Linked DNA regions of Pan troglodytes: regions 1 and 3 are each linked to region 2. A link is a contact called in public Hi-C and HiChIP or PLAC-seq data. All regions are on one chromosome and are shown on one strand. Each heading gives the region's core, a stretch centred on a gene start, on an enhancer-like site or on the middle of the called end of the contact. The rest is flanking DNA. Distances are from core to core; before and after follow the strand shown. Region 1 holds the start of LOC107966262 (family with sequence similarity 131 member C). Region 2 holds the start of CPLANE2 (ciliogenesis and planar polarity effector complex subunit 2). Region 3 holds the start of HSPB7 (heat shock protein family B (small) member 7).

What was found. Hi-C and Micro-C count contacts between places; a contact is called where the count stands out from the background. HiChIP or PLAC-seq counts read pairs in DNA pulled down with a chosen protein or histone mark.
Region 1: a contact with region 2 is called in an H3K4me3 HiChIP or PLAC-seq map of stem cell-derived excitatory neurons, with 10 times the contacts expected there. The contact joins the promoter of LOC107966262 here to the promoter of CPLANE2 in region 2. A contact is called at or near these places in 3 of 7 Hi-C or Micro-C datasets (blood, induced pluripotent stem cells and stem cell-derived neural progenitor cells) and 1 of 1 datasets of contacts at active chromatin or transcription factors (stem cell-derived excitatory neurons).
Region 3: a contact with region 2 is called in a Hi-C map of induced pluripotent stem cells, with 1.8 times the contacts expected there. The contact joins the promoter of HSPB7 here to the promoter of CPLANE2 in region 2. A contact is called at or near these places in 2 of 7 Hi-C or Micro-C datasets (induced pluripotent stem cells and stem cell-derived neural progenitor cells).

Annotation. Positions count from the first base shown.
Region 1 is chr1:215,130,370-215,134,495 of NHGRI_mPanTro3-v2.0_pri, forward strand. LOC107966262 (family with sequence similarity 131 member C) reads left to right here and starts at 1,283. Exons shown (of 7, transcript XM_024356597.2): 1 at 1,283-1,510. The coding sequence starts at 1,489.
Region 2 is chr1:214,968,014-214,972,048 of NHGRI_mPanTro3-v2.0_pri, forward strand. It overlaps CPLANE2 (ciliogenesis and planar polarity effector complex subunit 2), which reads left to right and starts at 2,191. Exons shown (of 5, transcript XM_001152853.7): 1 at 2,191-2,845. The coding sequence starts at 2,734. It overlaps LOC129136525 (a long non-coding RNA gene), which reads right to left and starts at 2,212. Exons shown (of 2, transcript XR_008538272.1): 1 at 1,647-2,212; 2 at 1-566.
Region 3 is chr1:215,185,604-215,189,458 of NHGRI_mPanTro3-v2.0_pri, forward strand. HSPB7 (heat shock protein family B (small) member 7) reads left to right here and starts at 1,499. Exons shown (of 3, transcript XM_009449005.5): 1 at 1,499-1,797; 2 at 2,343-2,488; 3 at 3,800-3,855. The coding sequence starts at 1,599.

The DNA of each region.
Region 1 (4,126 bases), core at 33-2,532, 160 kb after region 2:
TACAGGCATGAACTACTTTGCCAAGCCCACACCCAGCTAATTTTTTATATTTTTGGTAGAGACGGAGTTTCACCATGTTGGCCAGGCTGGTCTCGAACTCCTGACCTCAAGTGATCTGCCTGCCTTGGCCTCCCAAAGTGCTGGGATTACAGGCGTGGGCCACCGCGCCTGGCCCCTCCTTATTCATTCTTCAAAACACTTCTCTGCTGCCACCAGTGAACCTGGCTGCCTCAACTGGAAAACAGACACAAGAGTGCCTGCCCTGCCTGATGCACAGGTGGGCATGAAGGAGAGAGCGAGATGCTATGTGTGAGTGAGGGTCTCAGACACTGACATTGAGTGCTATGTGCATGGGAAATTTTGCTAAAGGATCTTCACACCTCAGGAGCTGGGATGTGTGTGTGTGTGTGTGTGTGTAAATGCAAGCGTGCTTCAATGTGAGTGTATAACTGCCATTGTGTGGGTGTGAGTGGGTATGTACACATGGGAGACTGTGTATTCATGTGTAGGTATGTGAGTGTGTGTGCGTGTATGTAAATGCAAGTGTGCATATATATGTGTGTGTATGACCATCAGTGTGTGAATGAGGGGTATGTACACATGGGAGAGTGTGTGTGTAGGTACGTGCGAGTGAGTGTGAATGACTACAGAGGCCGTCCAGGGCTGGGGAAAAAAACCCGTGCCTCAGTTTACGCTGCCCTAGACAAGCCCTGAGAGGCAGCCTTGCCCCCCTCTTCAACCATCGCTGGAGACCCTTCATCCCGCCGCCAGGCCACCAGCGCACTATCTACCCGCACTCTCTCTACCCCACCTCTGGGCATATATTATTTTGCATATGTTAATTTCAATAGCTCTGAATGAGGCGCTGACAGTCAAAAGTCGCTGAATTCACAGCTTAGGGCTCTCAGGCAAGGCCTCTAACTTCTGCGAGCCTCACTTTCATCCTCTGCAAAATAGGCCCAATGAACCTGTTGTTCTTGCGCGCACCCCTCCTCGCTCCCAAGCCTTCGTGCCCAGTCGTCGTTGTTGTGGTTAAATTCATGTTGTTTACTTTGTGCCCCAAATGCCAGGAGTCTCCCCGCCCCCTCCGTCCCCTTCCCTGACCTTCAGCCCTGGCAACCCCGGGAGGTGGGGGAGCCCCGAAGGGACAGAGATGGCCCTCCCGCGCTCTGCGGCCACAGGTGCGCCCAAGCCTCCCGGCTGCGCTCCCCCGGGCCCCGCCCGCCGCGCCCCGCGGTGTCGCCCTCCCCTGGCAGCGGCGGGCACTGCGCGGGAGGCGGCGGCGCGGGAGGCGGCGGCGCGAGGCGAGCCGGGCGCGGCGGCAGCGGGGACGACCCAGGCTGGAGCTGAGGCCGAGCTGAGGGCGCCCGAGCCCCCCGCCCCGCGCGTCCTCTGGCTCCGCAGCGCTCAGCCCCGGGCCCGCGGAGACATGAACGCCCCGCGGCCCCACGCACCCCGGGCGCAGCGGCCCGGCCCCGCGGCCCCGTGATGGGCTCCTGCGTGTCGCGAGGTGAGGGGGCCCGGCCGGGGGCGGGGGGATCGGGTGCCGGGGACCCGCGCAGTCCCCTCGCCGCTCGGAGACCTGGGGGATGGGGCTGGCGACCCGCCCTTCACGGCCCCGCCGCACCCCCGGGGACGCGGCGTCCTGAGGGGGACAGAGCTAGGGACGGTAGGGGGCGGGGGCAGCGCAGAGAGCGCACGTGCAGAGGTCACCGCATCCCCGCCCCAGTTTGCAGCCCCGCAGGTGACACGAAGCAGGGTCCCGTGCCGTGCCGCGCTCTCATCCCTACAGCCACACACCCCCTGCCGGGTGCCTGGGAGGGAAGGGGGCTCTGGTTCTTCCTGGCTTCCCGGAGGAACTGCGGGCACCGGGAGAACTAGCAGACCCTCCCTTTCCCACCCCTCCCCAAGACACAGGTCTTACCAGCTCACCCCCACAGCCCCTTCCCACGTCTTACCGGGTGCCCCCATCTGCAGAGCCCCTGAACCCTGTTGGCAGGAAAGGGTTAATGGTGGGGCACAGGTTATAAAGAAGGTTCCCCTGCCCCCTAATCCTCCTCCCCACCCCCATCCTTGGACAGGGGACAGAAGGGCCAGAGCACAGCTGATGTTCCCAGTTACCCCTGGGCCTTTCTCTCTGTGTCTGACCTGTCACCCTCCACTCTCCCCCACGTGGTACCCAAGGAGGTGGAGGGGACCTGCCCTTGCCTGGGGGCCCAGGGCAGGCCCCAGCCTCTTCTATCTGTGAGTAGGGGACACACAGTCTTGCACAGAGATTGGGGGATGGGCAGTTTGGTCTTTGGAGCCCCCTACCTCTACCTCCACCCCCACCCATCACCACCAGCTTTCCAACAGGCGGTTGGGCAACATTTAGACAAGCGATTGGGCTGAGCCCTTCTCCCACCTTGGTCTGTTCACCCCACAGTGGGATCAGGGGGGTGTGACTGGGAGTGGGGGTGGCTTTGGCCTTGGTTCAGGCTCTGCAGGCTGAGGCCAAACCCACTGACCACCACCACACCCATCACCCCTAGTAGCTTACCCAGAATAGAGGGGACCTTGTCCTGGGGGTATTGAGCAAGGAGCACAGTGACCTTCCCCCATCCTCTGGACTCGAAGGGCTTCTGCTCAGGAGTTCCTGTGGGCATTCAGGTAAGTGGCTCAGGATGTCTCTGGGAGGTATCGGGGTGGAATCCCGGCTGGGGAAGGGGAAGGTACAGGGTCAGGCTGTGTGGGGTTCCTTTACTTATCCATGCATTAAGCTGATATTAACATGATAGCTGCCGTGTGCCAGGCACCGTGTGCATGCTGGGCATCCAGCAGCAAGGAACCCAGCACAGCACCTGGTCCGGGAGGCCTGCAGCCTAGCGGGAGGGGAAGGAAGCTTGAAGAGTGAGGAGTGCTGAGGGTTCTTTAGGAGCACCAGGCTCCAGAAACCCCAAAGGTTCTAGGCAGTCTCTGGCTGGGGCCAGCTCCAGGTGGAGGGGATCTGAGTGTTTCCTCAGTGGCCGTGTCCCTTCCCCTTCACTTGGCCACCCCATGTCAGGCACCTTGGGGTCCCAGCCCAGAGGGACTGGCCTTTGAACTGAGAACCCACTGAGCATGGGACAGAGGCCGGGGAGGAAGAGACGCCTGCTAAGGTCACCCTGAGAGGCTGGGGCCCAGGTCCTCTGACCCCACACCGGGGGCTCCCTCCACCGCCCCCTCTGCCAGGGCTCTTTGGGGCCACAGCAGCCAAGATACGCTCTCTCCACCCTTCCTTCTGCAGCCTGGGCTTCCTCAGCGCCCCCCAGATCTAATTGTATAGTCCAGCCTTGTCCCCCTCCTGAGAGGACGGGGCCCCTGACAGTCTCAACATGCATCCAGGAAAGTTGGGTTGAGGTGAAAGGAATATGGGGAGCCACGTGGGCAGGGGACGGCCAGGGTCCCAGAGACTCTGGGTGGCTGCATCACTGACCCACCCAGCCCTCTCCTCATCACTGATGCTCTCCGAGTGCATACTAGTCTGAAAGTTTTAGGCAGATAAAGCTAGTTTGGGTTATATATGAACACAGTCCCTATCTTACAAGTGGGAAAACTGAGGCAGAGGGCAGTGGAGTGACTTGTCCAGGGCCACACAGCTAGGATAGTATAAGCCAAGATTTAAACCATGGCATGCTGACTCCACAGCCTAGGGCCTCAGTCTCTGCACTCACAGCCAGCCCTCGGCCCTGGTGCCTGCACCTGTCTACTCTCCTGGAGCTGCAGGCTGCTGTGGGCTCCTGAACCCCCCACCTGGCCCCTGCACCAGCAATCAATTGCTAATCATAGCCTCTGAGCGCTCAGTGCCTCCTAGGCCAGGTAGGCACTGCTACAGAAGGAAGGGTGGAGGGAGTGCGTCCACCCTTGGCCAAGGCCAAGGATTGCAGGCCTCAGGCTGATGCCCATACTGAGCCCAGAGCTTGCACCCAGCTGGGGCCACCCAGCCAAACCCCAAAACCAAGGTCAGGCCACACCTGGGAAAATCACCCCATCCCAGCATCGGTAGCAGTTAGCGTCTGCCTACTTGGTAGAGAGGCTAGGAGTGCAGAATACGAAGCAGGGCTCCACCATTTACTAGCTCTGTGACCTCAGCAAGTGACTTGACCTT
Region 2 (4,035 bases), core at 941-3,440:
AGCCTTCCACTGAATACATAATTTATTTTGTTTATTTATTCAGCTCTGTCACCCAGGCTGGAGTGCAGTGATATGATTCTGCTCACTGCAACCTCCACCTCCCAGGTTCAAGCGATTCTTCTGCCTCAGCCTCCAGAGTAGCTGGGATTACAGGCGCCTGCCATCACAGCCAGATAATTTTTGTATTTTTAGTAGAGATAGGGTTCACCATGTTGGCCAGGCTGGTCTTGAACTCCTGACCTCGGGTGATTCGCCCGCCTCAGCCTCCCAAAGTGCTGGGATTACAGGCGTGAGCCACCGCGCCCAGCCATTTTTTGTATATTTTTAGGGATAAGGTTTTGCCATGTTACCCAGGCTGGTCTCAAACTCCTGACCTCAAGTGGTCCACCAGCTTCAGCCTCCCAAAGTGCTGAGATTACAGGCGTGAGCCACCGCACATGGCCCCAAGAGGACTTCACATCTTCTCTGGGTTGCAGATTAACAGGCACGTTCATTCTGCCAAGTTGCTTCATTTTCTCACACGCTCACTGAGCCCTCCACGAGCCAAAGATGGATGGATGTGAAGTCTGGAAATCCAGAAATAATTCAGATCAGAGCCCTGCCACTGAGTCACTCCTGGCCCATGGAGAGAGCTCTGGACAGCTGTGAATCTCCCTGACTGGGCAGATGTGGTGACAGTTGCAGGAATGGGAACCATGTGACCTGGGAGTATGGGCAAAGGATTCCACCTGCAGAATCCTGTAGGAATGGTTATTCATCTGGTTTTTCTGCCTAGCCACAGCGTGAGCAAGTTGAGAGAAAGCACCTTGTCTTACACATCCTCATCCCCTCTCTTAGACATAATGGGCCTTAAAAATCTGTGAGTTCGTGGTCCTCTGGCTGCTTTCTGCTTCCCTAGGAACAGCCCTCCTAGTGGCTAGGGGCAAAGTTTTAAAAACACAAAACCCAAACTGGCAGAACAGATAAGTACTTTAGAGTCAGGTAAGTGTGGGTTCTTTTTTTTTTTTTTTTTTTTTTTGACAGGGCCTGGCTCTGTCACTCAGGCTGAAGTGCAGTGGCATGATCTCGGCTCACTGCAACCTCCATTTCCCGGGCTCAAGCAATCCTCCCATCTCAGCCTCCAAGTAGCTGGGACTACAGGCGTGCACTACTGTGCCCGGCTAATTTTTGTATTTTTTTTTTTGTAGAGGCAGGGTCTTACTATGTTGCCCAGGTTGGTCTCAAACTCCTGAGCTTAAGCAATCTGCCCGCCTCAGCTTCCCAAAGTGCTGGGATTACAGGCGTGAGCCACCACACCCAGCCAGCTGTGGGTTCTGAGTCGGTTTCACACTGACTAGCTGTGCGGTGTGACCTCAGACAAGTCACGTTATGTTTCTGAGAGTCTTCGTCAGTACAAGAGGGTAATACTATTTACACAGGTTTGTTTATAGAATTAAATCAGGTGACCCCTGTAAAGTCCCCACTGTCTGGCACTTGGGTGGCCTTAGGTAAAGCTTAACTCCTAAATTATTCCTTTCAAAACAGTGATTTGCCCTACTTGAAGGCATTGCGGAAAGATAATGGTAAAAATTAAATGTAATAGACAAACTCTCAGTAATGACCCACCTGCACTCTTTCCAACCAGTGGGCATTTACTGAGCACCCACCTTCTGGGTAACAGGCCTGGTGTCCAGTGCTGGAACGGTGGAGAGGAGCTCAGAGTTTCAGAGCTGAAAAGTCAGCTCCAGGAGAGCAGGGACTTCTTGTTGGCCACTGTATTCCCAGCTAGGTGCTCAGTATTTGTTGAATGAATGAATGAATGAAAAATACAATCCAGCGGGCCTCTGACTCATTTTTTAAAACTTGAGCCAAGTCCCTTGACCTCTCTGAGCTGGTGTGTGTCCCCATCAGTGAAGTCAGAGATGTTTAAGTCATCTAGAGGTCCTGCCAAGCAGGATTAATAGAGCAATAATATTAATAATAGCAACAATCATAACTAAACATATGGAGCACTGCTATGGAGGGAATAACATGTTACGTCCACGTTATAGAAGAGGAAACTGAGACACGGAGAAGCATGAAAGGCTCCTGGATGGGGGGGTTCATGATGTTTTGGAAGAAAGACTAGGGATCGGACGGAGTCATAGAGAAGAGGATCCACAACCCAGAGGAAAAGGCCTAGTCCAGAGCCACCGCGCGGCGCAGGCTGCGGACGTTGTAGGAGGGACGAACGTCTCCCGGAACCCGCCCAACCCAACCTCCGGCGTCTCCATGGCAACAACCTCCGCACATGCGCCGCGAGCACCTGCGCCGGAGCTGCCAGCACGCGCAGAAGGCGGACGCAGGCGGAGTGGAAGCGGGCCCCGCGGGCTGGGGCGGCGGGAGTGCGGTGGGCGTTTAAAGGGGCCTTCGGCACCCAGGTCGGTTCGCCGCCGGGACTGCTGACGGGGAGGGCTAGGTAGCCCCGGGAGTCGGGATCTAGAAGGTAGAGGAGAAGCGGGGCTGTCTGACCCCCGGAGGTGACAAGGGGAGAGGGGCTGTGTGAATACCCTCCATGGGCAGTAATGGGATGACTATCCCCAGGGAGCATTGCGGAGGAGAGAGGCGGCTGAGGGACTGCACTTTCTGGGGCCCCCCGGGAGAGTCAGAGGGCAGTTAAGAGGGATCACAGGCCCGGCTTGGTACTGTCACTCCCCTTCCCACTCCCTGCTCTCAGCATTCTGTCACCTCCCTACCCCGTCGCGGTGCCCAGCCATGGCCAGACCTCCCGTGCCCGGTTCAGTGGTTGTCCCAAACTGGCACGAGAGTGCCGAGGGCAAGGAGTACCTGGCTTGCATTCTGCGCAAGAACCGCCGGCGGGTGTTTGGTAAGTGCCTCCCCCTTTCCTCTAGCCCGCCACTTGTCTTTCCCTGGGGAGAAGAGTGTCACCCGTTGCTCCCTGAGGAGAGCAGAGAGGCAGGGCAGTGAGGGCCTGCTCCACTGCAGTCTTCAGCAGTCTTCAGCCTGGGGGACTGAAAGCCCTATCTCTGGGACCCCCACACCTAAATCTCCTTAGAGCTAATTCCATCGTCAGAGCCAGGAACATGGAAACAGCAGAAACCCTGCCAGCAACCACTGTCACCAGAGATGCAGTTGATTGAGCACTCCCCTGGTGCCAGGCCCTCTGTTGGGCACGTTACACAGTGCACGCCCATTTAACCTCTCAACAGCACATGGTACAGACTTGGCTAAGATCACACCCCAATAAATAGAGGTGAGCCTCTTCCATGTCCTGCTGTCCCTGGGATGAGACGCTGGTGTTCCCCGTGGTGAAACTGACTCACCCAGGCAGGGCCCAGCTGTCAGGCCGGCAGAGGTGCCTGGAATCAGCTGTGGAGCCCAGCTCTGGCCAGGAGAAGCAAGGTGCCAGAAGACTTAAGACCAGAGAGTGAGATAGCTAGAACCAAAATTTGTGAATAAGTCAACTGTTTGTTTGTTTTTTTAAAAGAAATTATATTAAATTCAAAAAATGACCCTCTAGAAGGCTGGGCGCGGTGGCCTGTAATCCCAGCACTTTGGGAGACCGAGGTGGGCAAATTACCTGAGGTCAGGAGTTCAAGACCAGCCTGGCCAACATGGCAAAACCCCATCTTTACTAAAAATACAAAAATTAGCTGGGCATGGTGGCGGGCACCTGTAATCCCAGCTACTTGGGAGGCTGAGGCAGGAGAATCGCTTGAACACAGAAGGCAGAGGTTGCAGCAAGCCTAGATCGAGCAATTGCATTCCATCCTGGGTGACAAGAGTGAAACTCCATCTCAAAAAAAAAAAAAAAAGACCCTCTAATATGGCCACTGTCCCTCTAATCCCATGATGGCTGGCAACACTGTATTTGGGGTCACACATACCCAGGCAAGTGACCCAGGCTCCACCACTGCTAGCTGTATGGCTGGGAATAAGTGAACTCTAACCTCAAGTCGCACCTCTGTAAAATGGGGATAATCACAGTATTTACCCCATAGAGTTACTGGGGAAATTAATAAGGAGGGTGTTTGTAACATACCAAGCAGGTTCTGG
Region 3 (3,855 bases), core at 249-2,748, 220 kb after region 2:
GTAGAAGGAGCTCTCCAGGATGAAGCTCCAGACCGGGTTGTAGGGGGCTCAGATAAAAGAGAAACTGCCCGTCTTCAAGAACCTTCAATCTAATGGGGAGACAGGTGAACCCTCACCCCTGTGGGAACTGCCAGTTGGATAGGGAAGAAGGGACACAGCAGAGAGTCACAGCACACAGGAAGACTATGTCACACTGCCAGGTGCTGTGGGAGGACAAAGACAGTCAGTGCTGGGGGCATCTGGACTGGGTGTGGGCCCATGTGAGCAGGAGCAGTCAGAGAGGCCTCCCTGGGGGAGGAGGCATTGGAGCTGATCTGGGACGGAAGGGACGGATTTGGAGAGGACAGCAGAGGCCCTGAACTGCAACCTGGGCAGAGCAGAGGGCCTGGCCGCCTCTCAGAATGGCCTCCACCCTGGCCCAGTGCAAGGTCAGTCCCGGCTTTGCTGAGCAAGCAGGTGGGTAGGGAGGGGCTTCTCTGGCTCTTCCGGGCCAGCCTGTCTCCACAGACACATGTTCAAACCACCTCGGCCTCTGAAGGGCTTTGGGTCCAACACATCTAGGTTCGAATCCCAGCTCTGCCACTTACACAAGTGCGAGCCCCGCCCTTTCCAAGAGGCTTCGCTTCCCCGTCCGTAACATGGGAAGAGCCCCTCCACCCTCCCAGCTGTGTGGGGATCAAACGGGGCCGTGCTGGACAGCTTGCAGCCAGGAGCCCATGCCCAGAAGGCACTCCAGAACTCAGGGCTAGAATAATTGTCTTCCGGAATTCTCTTTTACCTCTGACTGAAATCCCACCTAAGGCGCTCGCAGGCATCACCTCTGACACAGAGATGGAGCAGACAGTTGCCGGGAACATAACCTTCTAGACCTTTAAGGAGAAAGCTGCCAACTTTGTCCTCTTGGGGCTGCTAAATGTTCTGAGAGTCAGAGGGAGTGCAGGCACAGAATCCAGGTCCCCATGGGGGCTGGCAGGGGACAGCTGCACATTCTACACCCCCTGGCAGGGCTCAACCTTTCCTTAGAGATGGGCTGTGAAGGTTGTCTGCCTTGAGGGAAGGAGCTCCTGACGTCACAGAGCGGTGGTGCTTCCACCTACCCTGTCCCCAAGGAGCCTGCACACTGATGGAGGAGGTACAGCCGTGCAGGAGAACCAGAGTCTGGAGGGGAGGCACAGTCCTCAGGAGCCCCCAGGCTGACAGGGGAAACAAAACACACAATAAACCCCAAACTTGCAAGGTTCTGGGGCAGGCACCGAGGTCCGAGTGGCAAGGAGACAGGATCCAGCCCTGTGCAGTGGTGAGGAGGCCCCTGGGGCTGCTGTGATCGGCCTGGAATGTCAGGCTGTGAGCTCAGCCCTCTCGGCCTGCGTGTCGGGCTGTCAGCAGGGCCGGCGCACGGGAGAAGATTTCCAGCCCCCTCTGGGCCATGGAGAGGCCTAAATTTAGCTAGTAGACAAGGGGCTGGCCCCAAGCCCAGGGACAGTCGGCCTTATAAAGCGGCCGCAGTCGGAGCCTGGCACGCTCGCCCAGAGGCCTGCGCCCACACCCTCTCCTGTCCAGCCCTCGCCCGCCTGGGCAGGGCCCGGCGCCGTCCGTGGATGAGCCACAGAACCTCTTCCACCTTCCGAGCGGAGAGAAGTTTCCATTCCTCCTCCTCTTCCTCCTCCTCTTCCACCTCCTCCTCGGCCTCCCGTGCCCTCCCGGCCCAGGACCCGCCCATGGAGAAGGCCCTGAGCATGTTTTCCGATGACTTTGGCAGCTTCATGCGGCCCCACTCGGAGCCCCTGGCCTTCCCAGGCAAGTGATCCGGGCCCTGAGGGGAGGGGAGGCGCACAGGGAGGGCACGTCTGCTCCAGGGCGCCACCGAAGGCGCTGTGGCTGCCGGTCGGCCTGGAACAGGTGCTGCACAGCCTGCAGCCATGTGTGGCCACCAAGACAGATGTGGCCACAGGGACAGATGTGGCCATGAAAACAGGTGGGCCTCTAAGGAACAGTTGTGGCCCTGGGGGTTGGACATGGTTCCATGGCCACCCATGCTCTGTAACCACAGCCAATCCCAGCTGGAGCCCTGGAGGGCTGGATGGGTGAGTGGTGGGAGGCAGCCCCCAGGCTCCAGGCCTGGGGTGGGGTTGTTACAGACCTAGCCTCATATACACACACACTGTGCTGGGTGAGGCCCCACCCCCACCCCAGAAAAGGTGGGCTGTAGGAATGAGGAGGAGCTTAGGGAGAAACAGCAGGGGGGGAGGTAGGGCCTGGGGGAGCCGCCCCTTGCCCCAAGAGAAGGAGCCAGAACCCCCGGATCTGCATGCAAGGCCTGCTCCATGCCTCGCTCACAGCAGCCCACCCCACAGCCCGCCCCGGGGGGGCAGGCAACATCAAGACCCTCGGAGATGCCTATGAGTTTGCGGTGGACGTGAGAGACTTCTCACCTGAAGACATCATTGTCACCACCTCCAACAACCACATCGAGGTGCGGGCTGAGAAGGTGAGCCCCCGACCCCCTACTCACCGCATCCCAAATTCTGCTCCTGCCTCCAATGTCTCCTACTCCCCCTTACCATCCTGGGACCCCAGATCCTGGCCAGTGTCCCTTCCCCACCCAAACTCCCCCAGGGCTAACTGAAGGCCTTGTCCCTGCAACCCATGGCCATGGGGCCCCCTCACTGCCTCTCTTTGCACCGAGGTTCCCAGATCCTTTCTTCCAGGGCCTGAGCAGCTGAGGGAGCCTCCGGGGAATGGGAGAGGGATGGAGGGATGTGGGCAGAGGGAGCCTGAGGGGGTGGGGCTTGAGGGTGGGAGGTGACAGGTGTGAGATGGTGATGGCAGAGTGAGGACAGCTCCTCTGGTAGCTATAGGGGGCGGATGCGGGTAGGTGGGGAACTCACCTGGGCAGTGGGGGGAGGGGTTTCTCCATGTGACACACCTCAAGCCCTCTTCCCTCCCACAGCCGGAGACCCATCCCCCATCTTGGGACCCCTAAATTAGGCCCGAGGCTGGGCAGGGGCCCTGCAGTTTCGGGTCTCACACACACTCCAAACCACACACAGCGCCCGCCCACAGGTCTCAGGGTCACTGGGTCTCTAGCGTGTCTGAGTCCGAACTTCCAGGAGGCACTGGGGCCTCCACCCTGGAGAGGGTATGGCCAGGCCTGAACAGGGGCGTTGCCCAGGGACAGCCACGGCTGCCAGGAGGAGAGGACCTGCCCCAAGCCTCCTCCTAAGCCCCCAAGGACTGGCTTCTTCCCCTCCACATTCAAGGGTGGATTTCTGGGCATCCCTGCCAGGGATGCCATGGACTGGGGGCACCAAGACCCGCAGGCAGCACGTGCCAGCCCTGCCACCCCCAACAGTGACTCAGCCGCCCCAAACTCCCCTGGACACTATGTGCTGGCTGAGTTGTGGGGGAGGGGCCGGCGCTCAGCCCTGGCGGGCAGATGCCCAATGTGCCCGGGGATCCAGGAAGGCACGGCTCTCCTCTGTCACCTCCACGTTCCCCAGGAGCCCCAGATTCAGAGCCACTGCCACAGAGCCACCTCTCTCTCCAAGCCCCACCTCTTCCCCATGTCCCTGGCCTGTTCCTTGGAGCTACTGGAGCTCTGCGAAGCACCCCTGCGCTGTCCCTGCAGAGCCTTCGGCCTGTGGCCATCGCCACCCTGGGCAGCCCCTCGGCACCTGAGGGCAGAGCCCCTCGGCATGTGGGGCCTGGCTGGGGTTACAATGGGGAGAAGAGGGCTCTGGCTTGTCACAAGCAGGACAGGGGTCGGGGCAGCCTGCCTGACAGGTCACCCCTTCCCCAGCTGGCGGCTGACGGCACCGTCATGAACACCTTCGCTCACAAGTGCCAGCTGCCGGA